Regions from separate parts of the Mus musculus genome. Here region 2 is linked to region 1. Evidence: chromatin contacts called from public Hi-C data. All regions are on one chromosome and are shown on one strand. The core of a region is the stretch at or near the end of the contact, and the rest is flanking DNA. Distances in the headings are between cores, read along the strand shown. Region 1 holds the start of Nup160 (nucleoporin 160). Region 2 holds the start of 2810002D19Rik (RIKEN cDNA 2810002D19 gene).

Region 1 (4,002 bases), core at 405-2,904:
GAAGAAAGGAAACATCTTTAGACCATGACACAGGCATCTCAGACACTGCTTGCCTGGTTGTCCTGTGATATTTCAGCCATATCTTTACTGTAACTATCTTGTATAATAATTACCATACCTTACCATTATCTCTACTTCCCCTTTGCAACCCCCACTAAACTGAGAGAAACTCAAAAGCAGAAAACTTGAAATTTTTGTAGTGTTTAAAGATATTTTAGTTGGGTGGTGGAGAAACACCTTTAATCCAGCACTCGGGAGGCAGCAGGCAGGTGGATTTCTGAGTTCGAGGCCAGCCTGGTCTACTGAGGGAGTTACAGAACAGCCAGGGCTACACAGAGAAACCCTGTCTCGAAACACAAGAAAGACAAGGTATCTGGCTGCTTAGCCTATTTTGGGGGATCATTATAACCCAGTGCCCAACATGCAATCAAGACTGAAAAAATAAGTGTGGGACAAACCAATATGCTTCCAGGAACTGGAAAGCTACTTACTATGATTAATAGAACAGCATGAAGATAAAAACCAATATTTAAAAATCTAGAGAAATAGAAAAAAATAATAAGCCCTTTGCACTGTGGCTAGATCTCAAGTCATTGCTATTATCACTTTTGAAAGTCACTGGCCAAATGACAGGAAACCACATTCCTGGAACCCCCGAAATAAAGTAATTACATTGAAAGTGCTCACTGAAAAATAACACTAATTTCCACTGAAAGAAATTATTCCACTGAATAATTCAATAATTTCCATCGAATTACCACCCAAAAAAAGTCACTAAGTTCGGGCAATGTAAAGTGTTACTGTTAACTTACTGCAATTCACCTTGAATTTACTGTAACATGAACCAAAGGTCAAAGACAGCTTGAAGCTTGGAAAACATCACATCTCAAGTTCTATTCAGCCATAAACAAGAAGAAAATCATATCGTTTGAATGAAAATGGTTACGTTGGGGATCATCATTATTATTAATAAAGGAAGGCACAAAAATGCAAAATCTAGATTTAAATATATGTATACATGACATAAAAGGGGAGGGGAGGACTATTATTTGGGAAGAGGAAGGGGAACAGTAAGAGGGAAAGGGAGGACAAGATTTGCTAACAGGTGAATGTGAACAAAGTAGGCTAAAGTACATGTATGAAAATGTCATATGATGTCCATCATTTGTAAAATGAATAATAACATTAATAAAAAAGCAAACACACACTCTAATAAAATCTTCTGCCTACGTCTGTGAGACAGGGTTTGATGTAACCTAGGCAGGCCTCACACTTACTATGTTGCTGAGACTAGCCTAGAATGCCTCCACCCTCCAAGCACCCAGGATGACAGGTGTGGGCCACTATTCCCAGCTTCATCATGGACCCCCCATCACCCTCCTTTGCCCTTCTTCCCAACTAGTTCCTCTTCCACTTTCATGTCTTTTCTATCTGTGACCCACTGGGTTTAATTAGAGTTGCTTGAATGAGCATGGGAGGGAGTCTTATTTATAGGAGCACCGGCAACTAACCAGCAAATACACCACTGGAGAAAATTACTCCTCCCTCACAGCAGCCACTGACTTTACCTACGGCTCCTCGGGGAGCGATGGGGCCTCAAAGTCCAACCCCCACCACGGAATGTTGACAGGCCCTGTCTTTTGTGTAGGTAACCACAGTTATGATCTCACGAGAGCAGCCACCATGCTGTGTCCAGGAGGCAGTGTCGTTACAGCACACCTTCCCGTTCATCTTGCATTCTTTCTGCCTTGATAGAGATTTTGAATATGTGGGGGAAATGACACTAACAACAAGTTCCCCAAAACATATCTCATTCACCTAGACCAGGCTGGCCTTAAATTCAGAGATCTACCTGCATTTGCCTCCTGTGTGCTGGGGTTCAAGATGTGTGCCACCAAGCCGCACAACAGGTAATCTTTTAAAAAAATATTTTTTAAATTGTGTGTGTGTGTGTGTGTGTGTGTGTGTGTGTGTGTGAGCTTCCCTCTCAAAAAAAAAGTCTCTGAAGCAGAGATTTACACACAGGAAGGAGCACACAGTGTGCTCACAGAACAGCATTGCTAGGGGAGTGAAGAAAGCAGGATTAGGCAGAGAAAACTGAACTGAAATTGACCAGGATGGACCTAGATGGAAGCAAGGGACCAGGACCTTAGGCTTCATCTTGATCCACTGAGATGCATCCACTGAGTGCAGACATAACTCCCTTTTTGCCAAGTACAGAAGGACAGGGGTTAGCAGGGCTCTAGGGGAGACTTTATCTTAGTGAGATTTAGAGGAGTAATTTAGTAAAAATGGAAAAATTAAAGATGCTAAAATGAGGAATAGACCGAAGGTCAAGGTAGGGAGGGTGTCTCTCTATAAGTTCAGACACAGTTCAATGTACAGAAACAGAAGCATAAGGCTATAATTGCTGGTAGGAAAATATGGTTGCAGGGCAAGTTGTCTTCTTTTGTGAGGAATGGGGACGTCAAGACAGTTTCTGTTGCCCTGGTTGTCCTGGAACTCACTCTGTAATGCAGGCTGGCCTTTAACTCACAGAAACCCACCTACCTCTGCCTCCTGAGTGCTGGGATTAAAAGCTGCTTTTTGTTTGATTTGAGCCAGGGTTTTAGGCAGCCTCAGGCTGGCCTTGATCTTGACATAAATTGGAGGATAATCTTGAACTCCTGATCTACTTGCTTCCAAAAGCTGCTGTCAGTGTGCCACTATGCCCACTCGGCCGACTTCAGAGTAAGCTAAGAATGAGTGGGGGTGAGGGCTGGAGACATGGCTCAGCGGTTAAGAGCACCGACTGCTCTTCCCAAGGTCCTGAGTTCAAATCCCAGCAACCACATGGTGGCTCACAACCATCCGTAATGAAATCTAGCGCCCTCTTCTGGTGCATCTGAAGAGAGGTGTGGGCAGTGACAATCACGAAATAGTCATTAAGGCAATAAATGGTCAAGGGAAATGCAATTGCTGGGGCAGAATTATGGAACTTCGCAATGTTGTGATTCTGATGGAGTTGCCAACGAACATGTTCAGCTGTAAGCCTGAAGTTGTAGTTTAATTTATTTACTCATTCATTTACAAAGTCTCACTATGTAGCCCCAAACTGGCTCTGAATGATCAATCTTCAACCTCCAGAGAATACTGACCGATCCCAGAAAGAAATTCACAAACAATTCCTTGCACGTTTGCAAACTGTACTGTATTTTCGATAACTTCAAGAAGGTTGGGGCATTAATATTTAATTCAACGCATCCGACCCGTGTCGCTCAGAGTGGCAAGTGTCTGTAATCCTAGTACTCCGGAGGCTGGGGCGGGAGGATCAGAGTTCGAGGCCAACCTGAGCTGACATCTCAACACATACATGTGTATGCGGGTGTGTAAAGAAAAAGTTTCGCAAAAATGCCAACACAAAGAATCCCTCCTTCCTTTTACTTTTCCTCCTTGTTTCGCTGAACGATGAAGAGGCTGGATAACAACTTACACGCCAACGCTCTAACGGAGGGGAAGGTTCCCGCAAGCTGGGAGTGTGCCCGTCAGGCCTCTTCCCCGCCCGCGCCCGCTTTTCAAAATGAAAACACGCACAGCCCCGCCCCTGCTCGAGGCCGTCGGGAAAAGGGCGCCGCCGCCGCAGCCGCCGCCCGTCTCCGGCCGCTCCGAAGTGACCGCGAGTCAAGGCATCTTCTTCCCGCCTCAGCCTCATTCTCGCGGTGAAAAGCCGCAGATGAGCCTCCGACCCGCGGTCCTCAGGCAGCCAAAATCGCGCACACACATATCCCCGCCTCGCGCCACACCCCCGGAAGTGACGAGCCGACGTGACCCGCCCTTGTCCCGTCAGGCCTCACGGCGACGGCGGGAAGATGGCGGCGGCGGGATCCCTGGAACGGAGCTTCGTGGAACTGAGCGGAGCTGAACGCGAAAGGCCCAGGCACTTTCGGGAATTCACAGTCTGCGACATTGGTACGGAAAGGGCTTGGGAGAATGGGAGCCACTGCTTTCCCTCGGGCTCCCCAA
Region 2 (3,718 bases), core at 640-3,139, 3.7 Mb after region 1:
CTAAGATGTAGATCCAATATGTAAAAGAAGGCATTTTTTTTTTTTAAAGAACAAAAACAAATCCGATCTTACCTTCCCACTGTAATATTCAACATATAAATGATCCATTTCCGTTAATTAACCTTCACTTTTCAGATGGATTTCTTTTCCGGCTGAGTGGCAGGCCACCAAAATGGGAAGGAGAAGTCAATGTCATCGAGTATAAATAGCTGTGGCCAGAAACAATATAGCGAAGGAGCCAATGGGAGAAGGGCTCCCCAAATTGCAGCATAAGTGACTGAATTCAATGCCTCCCTTCACGCGGACCTCAGCAAACCACCAACAGCAATCAAAAGATGAAAACAGGGATGGTGCAGGATTTCCAATCTTACGTTGGAAAGGCAGCCTTACTGTATTTTTCTAGGGGTTCTGACATTTTTAAACTCTCAGTTGGAGGCTAATGAAAATTAACTTGGATCTTGAACTTAATATCCATGAAAAAGAAATCCTTTAAATCGGGAGTTTGATATAAATACACTCGAGGAAAGAGTACACTGGAAACACAAAGTGTGGGCATTTTAAAAATTTTGTTTAGGTTTGCTGCATTGTGAAATGTCTCATCTTAAATATAAACCATGCGATGTGTTTCTACAGTTAATCAAAAGGATCAGTTTCTCTCTCTCGCCTTTGGTTAAAACATGAGTCAGTATGCTTAAATTGCAAGGGGTACACACTTCACTTTTTAAATGGCTCCTGGACATTTCCTGATTGTTGTCAAGCGCTGGAAGTCATTAAGTTTACAAGATTCTGTGGTGAAGCACGCGCGCGAGCACGCGCGCACACACACACACACACACACACACACACACACACGCACACACACACACACACACACACGCAGTCCTTAAAGCATCAGCAGTATGAAAGCAAATGCAGATGCAGGCATCAGAAAGTTATATAAGAAAAGCGGTCACTCCTCTGAGAAATCAGTTCAAGCATAGGTAATCTAGTAAACTGCAAATGCTGAGTGCCGGGCTGGGTCAAAGGAACTAGGAAGCAATGTAAAATACACCGGGAAATGAGGGCACTTAAGAACTGAATGATGCGGGCACCGCCACCAGAGGCATGCATCTTCTGGCATTCCTTCAGAAGGAGCAAGAATGGGTTGTCTTTAAAGAGCCCCTAATGACCTGGCTAACGGCACAGCCTCAAACCACCACATCGCGAAACAAATCCCATCAGTGGGAGACAAGGCTGGAGGAGGCGCATTAAAAGATCCATCCATTCACTAATGCCACCCTGGCTGTCACCGGCCTGGGACGCGCACACTCCCCGGCACTGCCACCTGCTTTCTACTTCCTCGGGGAGAGGTGGTGGCGCGCGGGTCCTGGTCCAGCGGCTCCAAAGGCAGAACTAATGATGAATCCGTGACTCCTAACCCGGGAGCTCAAGTCTCAGCTCCCCGGGGTCGGTTCCGGGACGGCGCGCGGCCCCAAGGTGGAAGGCTGAGAAGTTCCCCACGGCGGAGCCGGGGCGAGGGGACCAGAGGGGAGGGGGCGGCGCCAGGTCGGAGCGCAGGAAGCCTCGGCCCGTGGGCCGGGACCGTGGGAAGCCAAGCTGGGGGCGGGGCCGCGCGGAGCCACCCAGGGGCCCGGCTCCGGGATTCCCCCTGATCGGGCGCGGGCAGAGAGGGGGCACCCTGGCCGCTACCTGCTGTTGGATCTTCCCGTCCTCCGTGACGACCCAGTGCGTAGTGGCCAAGGCCCCTCGAGCCACCACGCTCAGCAAAGCGGAAAGGCTGAGAAGCCAACCCGGGCCGGAGCGAGGTAGCAGCTCGAACCGGCCGCGGACCCCTATTGCCGCCGCCATCTTGCCCCCCCGGCCGGGCTGCTCACACCGGAAGCGGAAGCGACTCCTTGCGGTCCGCCATCTTGGGGAGGTCGCCTCTGGAACTGGAGGAGGAGCCCGCGGAGTGCCTCGGAGACGATACCGGTCCCTTTACTCTCGGTCGGGGAAGCCGGTCCTGCCACACCTCAGGGCTGGAAACGGCTTTCTAGTTATCGTTTTTCTGGAGGCTATAAGATCCCCAAGCGTGGGAATCGGAGGGGAGATAATAAAACTAGGTGGAGCTTGAGCAGAAGTGAGAAGACGGTGAAGGTCTTTTTAAAAAGTAAGTATTGTTTCTGGTAGGGCAATAAAAGTTATACTTTTCAACTATCTGAGAGAGGCTTTTTTTTTTTTTTTTAATAAGTCTCGTAATGGAGTGTTAAGCGGCGCAGTCGTACTGTGTAATGCATGTCACACATCGAATTAAAAAAATAGCTCGTTATCAAATACAAAATATCAGCTCATTACAAGTTATGTATATGTGATCGGCATACTTTTTCTTCCGAAATTTAGAAAGCGATGTGTCCTTACAGACCACTTACATCCAGTGTGGCCAGATTTTTGGGTCTTACAGCAGCAGCACCACGTGTCTTGTGGACTTTGGTGGGCAGCTCTAGTCTAAGTTAAAGACCTAGGTGTAGAACCCAGATAGTGGCATCTCCGGGGAGGGGACTGTATTAAATATGTAAGCACTGCGGCTTCCCTTCCCCGAGGGTAGACTCAGCCATTATGAGTATGTTTTAAAGAAGTCTCAGGTGATTGATTTGCATATTGAAACTTAAGAGGCGCACTACCAACAGGTACAGTAGCTGTTAACCAGCTTAGGTTCCAGGCTCTGCCAATGTATGTTATTATAGGTATTTCAGGTCGGCCTACTAGTATGGTGGGCGTATCATCTTGTAACAAAGCTGTTATGCTTTTTTTTTTTTCTGTTGAGAAAAAAAAAAATTGTGCCCTGCCACCTACATAGATGTGTTGCAGGAAACAAATGTCTGCCTCATGTTATGGGAACAGAGACTGTGCTATGGCATTGTAATTCTTCTGAGAGCAGTTTGGTTTTGTTGATTTTGTTTGTTTTGTTTTTGAAATGAAGTCCCATTTGCAGCCTGAATTGCCTGGAATTTATTTAGCCCAGGCAGGCCTTTAAGTCCACCTGTGTCAACCACCTGATGCTGGATACAGGCATGAACCATCAGGCCCAGCTCACTAGGCAGCTTTTCTTAAAAGTACCCGTGTAATGAACATTCGTTTTATTAAAAAGGTATATCTTGGGGCTGGAGAGATGGCTTGGGGCTACAAAGATGGCTCAGGGCTGAAGAGCACTTCCTGCTCTTCCCTGGAAGCAGTGTTAGGCCACAACCACCTGTAGAACTCCAGCTCTAGGGGATCCTCCTTTATACATGTGGCATACAGTTCTCATACACAAACATATACACCCACGTACGTATGTGTACACACACATACACACACATATGTATATATTTGCCTGTAGAGACTGGGTGTAAAGGTCAGCTCAGGACCTTTGGGAAGGTTATGAAACACTTGCCCCTCCAGAAGGGAGAGGTTAATTAACATTTCTCAGACCACAGGGTGGAACCGACAGGATGGACTGTTGCCCACCTTCAGACAAGGGAAGTCCTTGTTACCTCATTCCCTAAAGACCAACCAGTTTAAAGGGTGCACTGTTTCGCCAATCATATTGTGCCTAGTTGCTGATGCTCTATTCTGCCTCCTGGAAACCTTATAAAAACTCACTGAACGGGTGCTGCTCCGCCTCTCCTTCGGGTCTGGGACGACCCCAGTGCACTGGAACAATAAATTCCTCTTGCTTTTTGCATTGATCCTGGCTCCA

The links. A called contact is a pair of places that touch in the nucleus more often than the background predicts.
Region 2: a contact with region 1 is called in a Hi-C map of CD8 T cells, with 4 times the contacts expected there. The contact joins the promoter of 2810002D19Rik here to the promoter of Nup160 in region 1. A contact is called at or near these places in 2 of 484 Hi-C or Micro-C datasets (CD8 T cells and uterus).

What each region holds. Positions count from the first base shown.
Region 1 is chr2:90,675,561-90,679,562 of GRCm38.p6, forward strand. It overlaps Nup160 (nucleoporin 160), which reads left to right and starts at 1,655. Exons shown (of 37, transcript NM_021512.2): 1 at 1,655-1,910; 2 at 3,454-3,948. The coding sequence starts at 3,849.
Region 2 is chr2:94,404,818-94,408,535 of GRCm38.p6, forward strand. 2810002D19Rik (RIKEN cDNA 2810002D19 gene) reads left to right here and starts at 1,890. Exons shown (of 2, transcript NR_027831.1): 1 at 1,890-2,149. Ttc17 (tetratricopeptide repeat domain 17) reads right to left here and starts at 1,872. Exons shown (of 25, transcript NM_183106.2): 1 at 1,690-1,872. The coding sequence starts at 1,848.